Linked DNA regions of Mus musculus: all the other regions are linked to region 3. The links are chromatin contacts, called in public HiChIP or PLAC-seq maps. All regions are on one chromosome and are shown on one strand. Each heading gives the region's core, a stretch centred on a gene start, on an enhancer-like site or on the middle of the called end of the contact. The rest is flanking DNA. Distances are from core to core; before and after follow the strand shown.

What was found. HiChIP or PLAC-seq counts read pairs in DNA pulled down with a chosen protein or histone mark.
Region 1: a contact with region 3 is called in an H3K27ac HiChIP or PLAC-seq map of embryonic stem cells, with 6 read pairs. The contact joins the promoter of Gpx4 here to the promoter of Misp in region 3. A contact is called at or near these places in 7 of 39 promoter capture datasets (the C10 cell line, cranial neural crest, embryonic stem cells and 4 more), 2 of 484 Hi-C or Micro-C datasets (embryonic fibroblasts and pre-B cells), 2 of 115 datasets of contacts at active chromatin or transcription factors (embryonic stem cells and pancreatic cancer cells) and 3 of 9 other capture datasets (adipose tissue, liver and pancreatic islet).
Region 2: a contact with region 3 is called in an HNF4G HiChIP or PLAC-seq map of pancreatic cancer cells. The contact joins the enhancer-like site here to the promoter of Misp in region 3. A contact is called at or near these places in 2 of 39 promoter capture datasets (hippocampal neurons and pre-B cells), 3 of 115 datasets of contacts at active chromatin or transcription factors (double positive thymocytes, embryonic stem cells and pancreatic cancer cells) and 3 of 9 other capture datasets (adipose tissue, liver and pancreatic islet).

What each region holds. Positions count from the first base shown.
Region 1 is chr10:80,051,495-80,055,164 of GRCm38.p6, reverse strand. Gpx4 (glutathione peroxidase 4) reads right to left here and starts at 1,600. Exons shown (of 7, transcript NM_008162.4): 1 at 1,450-1,600; 2 at 557-651; 3 at 321-465; 4 at 46-197. The coding sequence starts at 1,533.
Region 2 is chr10:80,069,264-80,072,969 of GRCm38.p6, reverse strand. It overlaps Sbno2 (strawberry notch 2), which reads left to right. Exons shown (of 32, transcript NM_183426.2): 5 at 452-613; 6 at 2,919-3,002; 7 at 3,263-3,359; 8 at 3,534-3,688. Among named protein-coding and RNA genes, the nearest start is that of Gpx4, 18 kb to the right of the region's middle. Within about 2 kb of position 1,604, at least 215 of the 459 cell types and tissues checked have an H3K27ac peak or open chromatin away from gene starts, as enhancers often do. A contact at or near this core is called in adipose tissue, liver, pancreatic cancer cells and 1 more, where this site is marked.
Region 3 is chr10:79,818,397-79,822,668 of GRCm38.p6, reverse strand. It overlaps Misp (mitotic spindle positioning), which reads right to left and starts at 1,648. Exons shown (of 5, transcript NM_030218.2): 1 at 1,576-1,648. Palm (paralemmin) reads right to left here. Exons shown (of 9, transcript NM_023128.4): 9 at 1,773-3,628. The coding sequence ends at 3,108.

The DNA.
Region 1 (3,670 bases), core at 351-2,850, 230 kb before region 3:
CAGGTCCAGAGCCATCTGTCCCCTCCCTCCCCCAGGGCCACTCACTTTCCCAGCATGCCCCTGCCCTTGGGCTGGACTTTCATCCATTTCCACAGTGGGTGGGCATCGTCCCCATTTACACAGATCTTGCTGTACATGTCAAACTTGACGTTGTAGCCGGCTGCAAACTCCTTGATTTCTTGATTACTTCCTGGCTCCTGCAGGAAGCAACATTTACTTGGAAGATACACTACACTGTACACTGAGACACACACACACACTGACACAGCCCCCCACCCCCACCCCGTATGAGGGGCATTGCCTGGGGAACAGCCACACACCTGCCTCCCAAACTGGTTGCAGGGGAAGGCCAGGATTCGTAAACCACACTCAGCATATCGGGCATGCAGATCGACTAGCTGAGTGTAGTTTACGTCAGTTTTGCCTCATTGCGAGGCCACGTTGGTGACGATGCACACGAAACCCCTGGGAGAGAGAAAGAGTGGGAATGAAGCCAGTCAGGAAATCCCCATTTTCAGACCAGCCATGCACACCGCCCATATGACTAGAAACCCACCTGTACTTATCCAGGCAGACCATGTGCCCGTCGATGTCCTTGGCTGAGAATTCGTGCATGGAGCGCGCACAGCGCCAATCATCGCGGGATGCACACTGTAAAACAGGAAAACTGAGTGTCCTAACCCAGGTCCCCTAGGGGAGAAGAATCCGGTGCCAAAGAAAGAAAGTCCTGGGGCACTAGGTGGAGGAGTCTCAAGGTTCCTTCCATTAAGTACGCCCCTTTCAGGTCGTCCTGATAAGATCTGTGGACACCCCTAGAATATGCTACCAGGGAAGAGGACGGCAGGGGTATCCCTGGCCGCACACCAAGCCCAGGAACTCGGAGCTGTTGCAGTACTGGGGAGGCTCTTGCAGCAGAGGCCCCGGGTTGAAAGGTTCAGGAATGGGCTCCATCCGGCGAGGGCGCGCCCTCCTGCGGCGGCGCGCGCGCGCTTTCCTTCGCCGAGGGCCCGGGCGTTTCCTAGGACTTTGGCGTCCAGGTCCACGGCGTCGCCGGCCTCTCGGGGATCCGCCGCGCTGTCTGCAGCGTCCCCGCTTGCGGGCGGCCGCGCGGCCCATGCCCGCCGGTCTGTGCGTCCCAAGCACAGCGCGGGGACAAAGAGCCGGTAGCCAAGGCGCCGCCGACTGTGACGCACCAGGCCGGGCAGGGCGCGTGACCAGGTCAGAGCCCGCTATGGTGACCCCGACACCGGTTCTCACCGCCCAAGGACCTCCCGCGCCGAGGCCTAGCCTTGTTCAACCCCGGAGATGCCTATCAGGCTCCGCTTTCCCACCTGGGTGCCCCCTTCTCTAGCTAACCGATCCCACGACCCCTGATCTCCACCCTGGATACGGTGACCCGACTCCGAACCCCGCCCCCACCCGCGATCCTCCAAGTTCCCAGTAGCCCACCATGGTGCCTGCCAGACCAGGCGCAGCCAGAGCCCCGCACAGCAGTGCTGGCTTAAGTAAGCGGCTCAGACGGCCCCAGCTCATCTCGGCGGCCGGAGCCAGCGGCTCCTCCCCTCACGCAGCCGACCAATGGACGCGCGAGGCCGAGTATGGCTTGCCCGCCCTCGGGCACGCCCACTGACGTCTCTTATTGGTCAGATGCGCCTGCGCTAAGACGCGAGGCCCCTGCAGCCAATGGGAAGCCTGAATGAAGGGACGGCTTGGGCGGGGCTGGGCTTACGAGTTTGTTGTTATCAGCAACTGCGCATGCCCAGTGATAGGGACGCGGGAGAAACGGGAGCCGCGTTCTCGCGGACGACGCGTTGGAGGGCTGTGGACAGTTATCCGCGAGGTTGCCTGCAGCGGAGCAGGGTGCCAGGGCGCTTTGGGGAACCTCTGGGAATAGAAAGCGTGTCAAAGTCATCCCCTTAAAGAGCCCCTTTGAAAGTACAGGAGTCTCCTTTTTCTACTGGAAACAGAATCTCATGTAACCCAGGCTAGCCTTGGACTGTTTATATAGCAGAGGATGACCTTGAACCCCTGGACCGCCAGCCTCAGCCTACTGAGTGCTGGGATCTCGGTGTCGGCCAATCCCCACATCCCTTCCATTTCTATTTTCTTTATCAGAGGTTGCCTCCTGTAGCTCAGGCTAACCTAAACTATGGAATGGCAAAAGTGTGCTGCCATGAGGTGTAGGGATGGAACCCAGAACCTGCAGCATGCAAGTGAGGGCTCTCAACCCATTGAGTCCCGAACCCCAGATGTAGCTTCTCCCCCCCCCCTCGACCCCCAATTTTACAGTTCAGCCGGTCTTAGAACTCAGCAATCCTGCCTTAGACTCCTAGGTACTAGGGTGATAGATAGGTCAATGACACCAGGCCCTATCTTGTCACCTGTAGATATTGATTCCTGTGAAGTTGATTTGAGGGGGTGATAAGAGGGCTTGGTGAGAAAGCCATTGCCATGAAAACACAGGACTATGTCCCAATCGAAGCACCCACGCAATCTGGTGCACAAGGATGCTCTTGTAATTCCAGAACCTGCGATTCCGAGGCTGGAGCATCCCTGCAGCTAAGTCAGGTCACCCAAGTACTCGTGGTCAGAGAGAGAACCTGCCTCAAAACCAAGATGGAGATGGGCCTAGTGGTCACACTCTTAGCCCCAGCCCTTGGAGCCTAGAGGGCAGCCTGGTCTGGTAAGCAAGTTCCAGGTCAGCCAAGGCTACAGTGAACCCTGTGTCAGGAAAGCAAGGTGGCAAGAGACATATAAATAGTTACTATTGTCCTCAGAGGTCCCTGCCTACATCAAAGAAGCCACAGGTCTTAGGGGCCTAAGTGAGAAGCTGAAGGCCCAACAGTTCCTCCTGCAACTTCACCTATGGCCTTGTCCAGCCCCCACAGCTCTCAGCCCAGCACTGGGCCCTTTGCCCTCCCCGTGTCACAGGAGTGACTCAGGACATTCCTCAGCTCAGCTGCCTGTCCACGCCCTCGCCTGGACTCTAATCCCTTCAATCCTCTTTTTCTGAACCCTGGAGTAAGCCATCCGCGAGACAGGAGCCCTCCCGGGGATCTGGGTCCAAGGGAGCTCACGCCCCACGGGCAGACACCCCCCCCCCCAAGGTTAAGATGATCTGGGGTGTCAGATACATTCTTGCCCAATCCTGTCCTGTAAGTTCTCAGTTGCCCTGAGGGCCCCCCCCCCCCCCCCGCCTCAGGAAGTCAGCTGTTTCCTCCCAGCCCCCAAGCTGGGGTGACACTGAGAGTCACTGAAGACCTCTAAGGGACTTGCACTTGAGCTTTAGCTTAAGTTGTAAATACACAACACACCCTCACAGGGCGTCTCAAAGGCCCGTACTTCTGGACGAGGGGCTGGGGCTGAAGGGCTGGGGCTGAAGGCGGCCACTCAGGAACCCAGCCCCAGGCTCTGGGAGGGATCTGCATATGGAGTGCCTTCCTCTCCCAAGTGACCCCAACTTCACCCTAATTCAGCCAGTTGGGAAATGAAGATCTGGGCTTCTGCGAAAAGCTACTTGGCAGTTCCTGAGAAGCTACCAGCTTCTGGACAGAGCCTGACTTTTACCTCATTGTTATTTTGGAGACAGGGTCTCACGTAGCCCAGGCTGGCCTGAAACTCACTTTGTAGCCAAGGATGACCTTGAACTCCTGATCCCCCTACTTCACCC
Region 2 (3,706 bases), core at 355-2,854, 250 kb before region 3:
GACTCAGGGTGGAGAAAGGACTCCTGTCTGTCTGGCGTGGTGGCTCACTCAGGAGGCTGGGGGAGAACTGCAGTGACTCTGAGGGCAGCCTGGGCTACAAAGTAAACAGCGTGGTTATTCAGGTTCATACATATTCCATAGTTCATTTAAACTGTACATTCCTGTGGTTTTAATGTTGTCGTCGTGGCCATCACCCCACCCTTCCCCAGCTCTGGGAATGCTGAGCCACTTGCTATGCCTGCGTTCTCTAGTCTGGACATTTTCTGTTATGGAGTCCCCGCTGTGTGGCCGGCCTTGCGTGTCTTGCCCTCACTGAGCGCCATGTCCTCATGGTCACTCCATGCTGTGGTGTCCTGTTCCTGGCTGTGTGATACTTGGAACACATGGTTGCTCGCCTGGACCCTGAGTGCACACACAGCTGGCCACTGTGTCACTGCTGCCTGTCTCCTAGGACCCCTCATGCCTCGAGGACCTCTCCAATGCCTCTGTCTTCTCTTCATCTGTGGATTCCCTGTCAGACATCCCAGACACACCTGACTTCCTGCAGGCTGACAGCCTCAACGAGGTGCCTACCATCTGGGATGTCAGCACCACCTCAACTACCCATGACAAGGTCAGCATTCAGGGCACCTCCAAGGGCACTCTGGTGACACAGGTGGACAGGTGGCAGAGCTTGTGATTGACAACAGTGTGTTCAGGCCTGGGTTATAAGGGGTCCTATACCCCAGGCTGGCGGGCCAGTCCCACAGCCCTAAAGGCCTCCACATACCCCATGTCCCCTCATGCCCCATACTGGGTCCCAGCTGTTGTATACCTGCTAGGAACACAGCGATTCCTAGAGAGAGTGGAAAGCAGTTTGAGTTTATTTTTGTTTGGTTTCATTTAGTTTCTGAGCCAGGATCTCACATAGCCCAGTCTGGTGTCAACTTTACTCTTTTAGCCAAGGTTGCCCTTGGGCTACCAATCCACCTATCTCAGTCCCTGAATCCTGGGGTGACAGGTGTGTGCCAGCATGTCTGACTCTAAAGGTAGCTTGGGTCACCAGTTCTCATCCCAGGCTCTCCACCCTCAGTGGACCTGATGGATGGTCTACTGTGACTGACCGCCACTTTGAGGCAAGCAGTGTCTCTCAGGGGACCCTAGCTTCTGGGGTCAACTTCTCTCTGTCCACCCACTCAGCAGGCAGGTGACTGTGGGACACAGAGGCTTCCGGGTGTGCAGGACTCTGACCTAGAGGGATCTTAGCCAGCAGTTATTTTTGCCCCCAGGGGACACTAACAGTGTCTGGGAGGTATGTATGGTTACTCTGTCGGGAGCTCCTGGCATGGACTAGGCCTTGCCAGGGTCTTCTAGATGGAAGCTTCTAGACTTTGAGAGTGTAAGTTAGGGAGGCTCCCAGGAGTCTTCAGGAAGGAAGCCTTGGTGCCATACAGCTCAGAGTTAAGGGCTGACAGTGCAGTTGGTGCAGAGCCAGCAGGACCGGCAGTCCCTGTGTGTCCCCCACCCCCTACTGTGTGGAGCTATGAGATCAAGGCCACAGGGTACTGCCTATCCTGCCCAGGGCCCCAGGCTGCCTGGACCAAGCGCCACAGCCATATCTGAAACCCAACACCCTGTGCTGCTCCAGCCCGGAACATGACTCAGCCTTCCAGGAACCTCCACAGTCTGTTTGGGTTTTTGTTAATTTAAGAAAGAAAAAAAAAAAAAAAAAAAAAAAAACAAGGCAGGAGGGTTGAGTGTGGACTTGTAACCTTCCCAAGCTTCCGCTGGCTTTCAACACCCCTGGCCCTGTGCCCAGCAGAGCAAGGGACATGTGACAGTGACTGTGCCTGAAGTGCCTCAGAGACTCCTGTCCCCCCTCAAGGATGCTGCATCTGAAGCAAGCCCTCCAGGTTAGGGCTGGAGGCTGAGCAGCTGTCCCTGTGCTGCCAATCAGAGGGACTGTGGCTCAGTGGGGAGAGTGCTCCCTGGCATGCACCAAGCCCTGCGCTCCGTCCTCAGCACCAGATGGCCCAGGTGTGGTGTTGTCCCCGTAATCCCAGCACTCAGAAGGTACAGGGAGTTCAGGGTCACCCTCGGCTCGTTAGGGTGTTTGAGAAGACCAGCCTGGGCTACATGACCCTGGTCTGAAAAAGACAAAACAAAACAAACAAACTAAGGGGTATGATGCCTTTACCGAGGACACAGGCTCTGTCCCCAGCTTCTACATGGTGAGCTCAGCCGTCTGTAACTCTAGTTTCGGGGGGTCTGGCACCTTCTTCGGGCCTCGGTAGGCACTACCTTCACACAGTGTGCTTTATATACATGTAAGGAAAGCACCCATATGTACAAAATAAATCTTTAAAATCTATCTGTATGTCTCTAGATTGAGGAGTTGAGAATCAGTGTGCAAAAGAGAGCCATGTACCCTGAGTGGCTTTAGACTCAGCCCGCAGGCCAGGCCACACCACTTGTCCAGACCTGGTCAGCACTGTGGTCCATCCATATCTCCTACAGAGGGACATTTGCAGTTTGGTCACAGTGTTGGGGACATTCTCACTCTGTTGCTCACAATAGAACCTTCACCCCGAGGAGGCCCTCAGCCCCCCCCCCCCCCACACACACACAGGTAGTAGGGCAGTTCCTTAGCACAGATTACTCCCAAGGACATTTGCCCAGCCCTCAGGGCCCAAGTCTGCATCCTGGGACTATCTGGCTGGCTTTTGTCCACTTTTCCCTGGACCAGGGGCTACCATCTTGGGGTCTCCCATGTGCCACAGAGACACAGACTGTTGTCAGCCCTCCCTACCATGGTCTGCCAGGTCCCAGGATGAGTCAGGCAAGGCTTTGGTCCCTGAGGCTGAGCAGTCCCCTGTCTAAGGACACAGACACTGCCATAGAAGGCCATGGCTCACACCCTGCCCTGCTGTCCCCTACAGCTGTTCATACCTAGTGGGCCATTCTCGGCTCCTGAAGACCCGGTGACTTCGCTCTCCAGCACTCCACTTCTCATCAGCTATCAGGTGATCTGAGTGGCTGCAGTGTTTCCTGGGGATCTAGAGATACTCCGAAGGCATCTCCAGTGTGCCATGCCCTGGGCAGCCTGGGTGCTGGGATGCCCTACCCGTTTTACAGTTGGGAAAACTGAGACCCCACCTTAGGGCTGAGGGCAGAGCCACGTCAGTGTGCTGGGGCCACTTTGTGCAGCATCCCTGCTGCCCTTGGGGAAGCTGGATCACTGCAATGTGGACCAGACCCCTGAACTGTCACCCACCCCCTATAGTCACACAGCCAGCCTGAGGAGGAAGAAGGGGAGGAAGAGGAGGAGACTGAGGAACTGGGCCATGCTGAGACCTATGCTGACTATGTACCATCTAAGTGTAAGTGTCTGGGCCAGGGATGGCACGGAGACACCACTAAGAAGACGGGTGGGTTCATCATCCACAGTGTGGGGCGTCAGGAGCAGGTTGTGTGTGCAGTGGATGAATGGCATCCTGCTGGCCACTCTTCCTTTGTCATGTGCCAAGTCTGCCTGCCCTCTGTCCCCTGTCCAGCCAAGATTGGAAAGCAACACCCAGACCGTGTGGTTGAGACCAGCACACTGTCCAGTGTTCCACCCCCGGACATCACCTACACCCTAGCGCTACCCACCTCAGACAACAGCACCCTGTCTGCCCTACAGCTGGAAGCCATCACCTATGCCTGCCAGGTAGCTGGCCTCCCCCCC
Region 3 (4,272 bases), core at 399-2,898:
CAGGCCACCTCCCAGCCTCAGGCTCTGTCCTCTGCAGGAAAGGCCCCCGGGCTCCGCCCCGGCCACATGTTGCTAAGGGGACAGAGGCCCCACCCAGGAGCAGGTGGGCCCCTCCTCTCAGTCCCCACCCGGACCTGGGAAACAAAGTCCAGAGAAGACAGAAAAACGATACTCAGGCTGACGAGGGCGGGCACCGTGCCCGCTGCAGGCCTTGGCCCTACAAAGCCGGAACTGAGCCTCTGCCTGGTTTCCCGGCTTCCCACCTTCCCAAGTCCTGCTGACTGAGGCGGGGTGCATCCCTGCGGAACGAGGAGACTGAATCCCAAGCCTGGGCTAGCTTGTGGGACCCCTTTGAATCTCTGTCTCTTCTTTCGATCAATGCCCTATTTGATCCAGGCAGGCTGAAGGACAGATGTGCACGATGTTTCCAGACTAGCAGATACCACGGCAGGATTAGGAAACTCAGGGCCTGGGTCTCGAATTGCTGCTCTCTAGAAGGGGGTCTGTGGGGCTTCCGGCTGGTTCCTCCCCAACCCTCTGACCCTCCCTTACTCATCCAGGAAATGGGAATTCTCCCTGTCACATTCACAGAAAATTTCATATGAAACGATGACGCCTTCAGAAACACCCAGCGCGAAGCCAGGTACAGAGAAAGAGGCCTACACCCCAGTACTCAGGAGGCTGAGGCAGTGGGATTGCTATTCGTTTGAGGTCAACTTTGGCTACAGAGTGAGACCTCTCTCAAAAACTCAAAGGTAATCATGTAAAACGCCCAGGAACACGGACCGAACAGGTCAGACCCCACCATACCCCTCTGGCAGCCCACGGCCTGTGTGTGGGGCCTGGGCATAGTGCTGGGGTTCCTGGCCTCCCGTGGGCGGGCTTGTGAGGTCCCTCTGAATCTCTTGTCTTCCCTTCTTCCCTCCAGTCCGTGGTCCCCCAGCTGGACTCCAGGGGCCCTTGACAGATGTGGTGCCCATCACCTACCATCGAGGAGACAGTCAAAGCCAGGGTTGAGACAGCAGTTTTCCCAAAGCCCCCTTGGGCCCCTTCATCCCTATTTAGCAGAAGTGGGCATTGAAGTGCAGTGCATATCCAGTCCCACAGGTCGGATGGATTTGAATTAGCACCTCCCTCCGTACATCGTAGGTACTCCACCATACCAACCACCTTTCATGGGGAAACTGAGTCCTGAAAGGGCCTCTGATTGAGCCCACACACCTGACATCTCAGTACTCAGGAAACTAATGCAGGAGGATTACTTAAAGAGTTTGAGGTCAGCTTGGTTATAGGCCTTTTACTCAAGTCTGGAATACCCAGTGTGTTGGGAACACAGGACTCCTAGACATCTATTTTATACAGATAGGGCAACTGAGGCCAAAGGAAAAAAAATTCTCCAAAAAAAAAAAACATGAAAAAAAAGGGGGGTACTCCTCTACTATGCAGAACCTGGCTCAGAACTTGTGGGCTATCTGTGAGGACCTCTCTACTCTCAACATCACAGCCCAAGGACATGGGTGTGGAAGATGTGGAGACCGAGGCCCGTGGGGGTGGCTGGCCACAGCTGTCGCTTACCTGACCAGGTGCCGCAGAGTCCTGGCGAAAATGCCCAGTGAGGGCTGCAGCAGCCGCAGGGGAGAAGTTTCTCCTGTGCTCTACAGGACCCAGCCTTTTTATGGCTCCACCACTAGGAGGCCGCACCCCTTCCCGCCCAGGTGAAACCCAAGAACTTCAGCAACCTGGCTCTACACACTTTTTTTTTTTTTTTTTTTAATTTGTTTCTCTGGGAAAGTCAAGAACATGGGGGTGAAGGGCGGGGCCTTGCCACACGTCAAAAGCAGAAGGGGGCAGCAAGGGCACTTCAGCCGAGGCTCAGGGCTTGAGGAACTCAGGCAGACTCAAAGGAGGAGGAAGACGGGGGTGCCATGACCACGGCCATAGCTCACCCTCAGGAAAGTGCGCCTCTCCTCCAGGCCACGGGAAGGACAGGACACAGACCCCGTGGCCTCTGCTTGAGCCCCTACTGTAGCTGCGGGTAGTGACGGGGCCCGCAGGAGGCCCTGCACCCTGCTGCACACCAGGCTGGGGTCCCAAGGAAAGGGACCTAGACCAGGCGTGGTCCTTTGAAGTTGAGTCAGCTCCTGTGTGCAGGGTTGTGCCTCTGGGGACCAAAGTGGCTACTGCTGCCTGCCCGAAGGTTGGTGACCCTCTGCCAGGCTCCCGTCAGGCCAGGTGGCAGATGGGGGGGGGTCCCTTACTCCCACCCAAAGTGTGTGTGGAGCAGCCTAAACCTGCCTGGATATGCTAGGTTTTGTGGCGCTGGCAGACATACCCACTGACTTCTAGGGTATGGGGGTATGTGGGAAACCCAGGACCCTGGTCCAAACCAACTAGAGAAGAGGGCAGAGGTGACCCCAAAGCTCCCAAAATTAGCACCAGGAAGAAGGGCCCAGTGTGTGCATGGTGGGGGTGGGGGTGGGACTCAGGACAGGGAGTGGCTTGGCTGGCCAACAATGACTCCATCCTGCGGGTGATTGTTCTATCCCCGGTGAAGAGTTTCCCCTGCTTTGAGCTCTGCTACCTATGGGAGGGGATCCACAGGTGCCCATCCTCCTCCCTAGAACTTCAAGACTTTGAGTCCCCAAAGAACTGTGGCCTCACTCCACCTGCCCACATTAGGTCGCTGGCGCCTTGGCCAGGGAGACCCTTTCTGGTCCCCTCGAAGACTCCCCAAAAGTAACGATAAGGCACAGACAGGCTGGCCTGGGGCGGCAAGGGGACACCAGGCTGGGACCACGGTGGGCATAAGCCGCCTGTGTAAACCTGCTGTGACCTGGACTGAGGGGTCCCCATTCTTAGAGGGGCTGATATGGGCTGGCCTGTCTCTCACCAAGGGGTGACCCACGGCTCAGAGGTTCGGGGTGAGTGTGGAGTGTGGTGACGGGCAGAGCACCCCCCACCCGAGACTCGAGGTGCATAGGGATCACACACGTGTCTGGGGCCTGTGAGGCGGAGGGTGAGGGTGGGCAGGCGCCGGGGAGGGCCGGGCTGCTGGGTTTGAGTGTGGAGCATAGGACGGGGACCGGGGACTAGGGTGCCCCGACGGCTCACATGACAGAACAACATCTACAGCGAGGCTTCTTCATGTCAAGATCCTGGGTGTCGCTGGGCGTGGTCGTGGGCCCCGTCTGGTTCTCCTCCTTGGTGGCCGGGAGCTCAGCAGCGCTGCCATTGAGAGGTGCGGGCTCCCTGGGCGTGGCCGCGTCTTCAATCACCACCAGTTCAGCCTTGATGGTGTCCTGCAGGCCCAGTACCTTCTTGGTTTCTGCTTCATCTTCCACGTTCTGATAACCCATGAAGACCATGGTGACCGGGGGCTCCTGACCGGGCTGGATGCCTGGTGGGCCTGATGTGGCCTCTCCTGGTTGAGCCTCAACTCCTGTGATCTCCCTTCTGGACGGCGTGGTCCTGGTGACATCCTCTGCGAGTCCCCGAGGCTCCGCTGGCCCAGCTGTGGACCCTGCCTCGCTCAGTGTGACCTCATCGGCCTTGTGAATGAGTTCGTCCACCTCGGAGGAACTTAGAGGCTGGATCCCGTTCTCAGCGATGCCGTCCACGGCATGGACCACTGCGTGGGGACACAGAGAGAGTGTTAGCAGGCCGGCGCTGGGGCAGAGCCCGGAGGCTGAGGCAAATACCAGCCTTGACAGCCAGCTCTGGTGGTAAACATCTGTCATTCCAGCGCTCAAGGAGACTGAGGTAGGAGGATTACCACGCTCTCCTGCCCCAGCTTCCTGGGTGCTGGGACAACAGGTATGCACTATCAGGCCTGGCTGTCACTTTCTGAGTTATGAGGATCTAAATAAGGACAATGTCTCCTCACCGACGGGAACAGCTGTCTACAGCCCCAGAGCACACCTGAACCTCAGCTCTGCAAACTCCTCTGGGATCCTAGACTTCAGGAGGCGCAGATAGGGTGGTTCCAGGAATCTAATGAAGGGTCAGGGCTACCACCCTCAGATGTTAGCTTCCCAACCCCTGGAGAAGAGTCCCTGTGCCTGGTCTCTTGGTGACACTGGAGGTGCAGAAGGTGGGGTCGAATCTCTCCCATGGGCCTGGGCCTCTAAGATGAGAATTCAAGCCATCAGTCTCCACGGAAACAGATCTCCTGCTGTTACCAAGCAACCAGGGTCCAGTCTAGCTGGTTCTGGGTCCCCAGAGAGACTGTGCAGAGGTGGGTGGAATGGCCCAGGGTGGAGCCCTGTGGAGTCA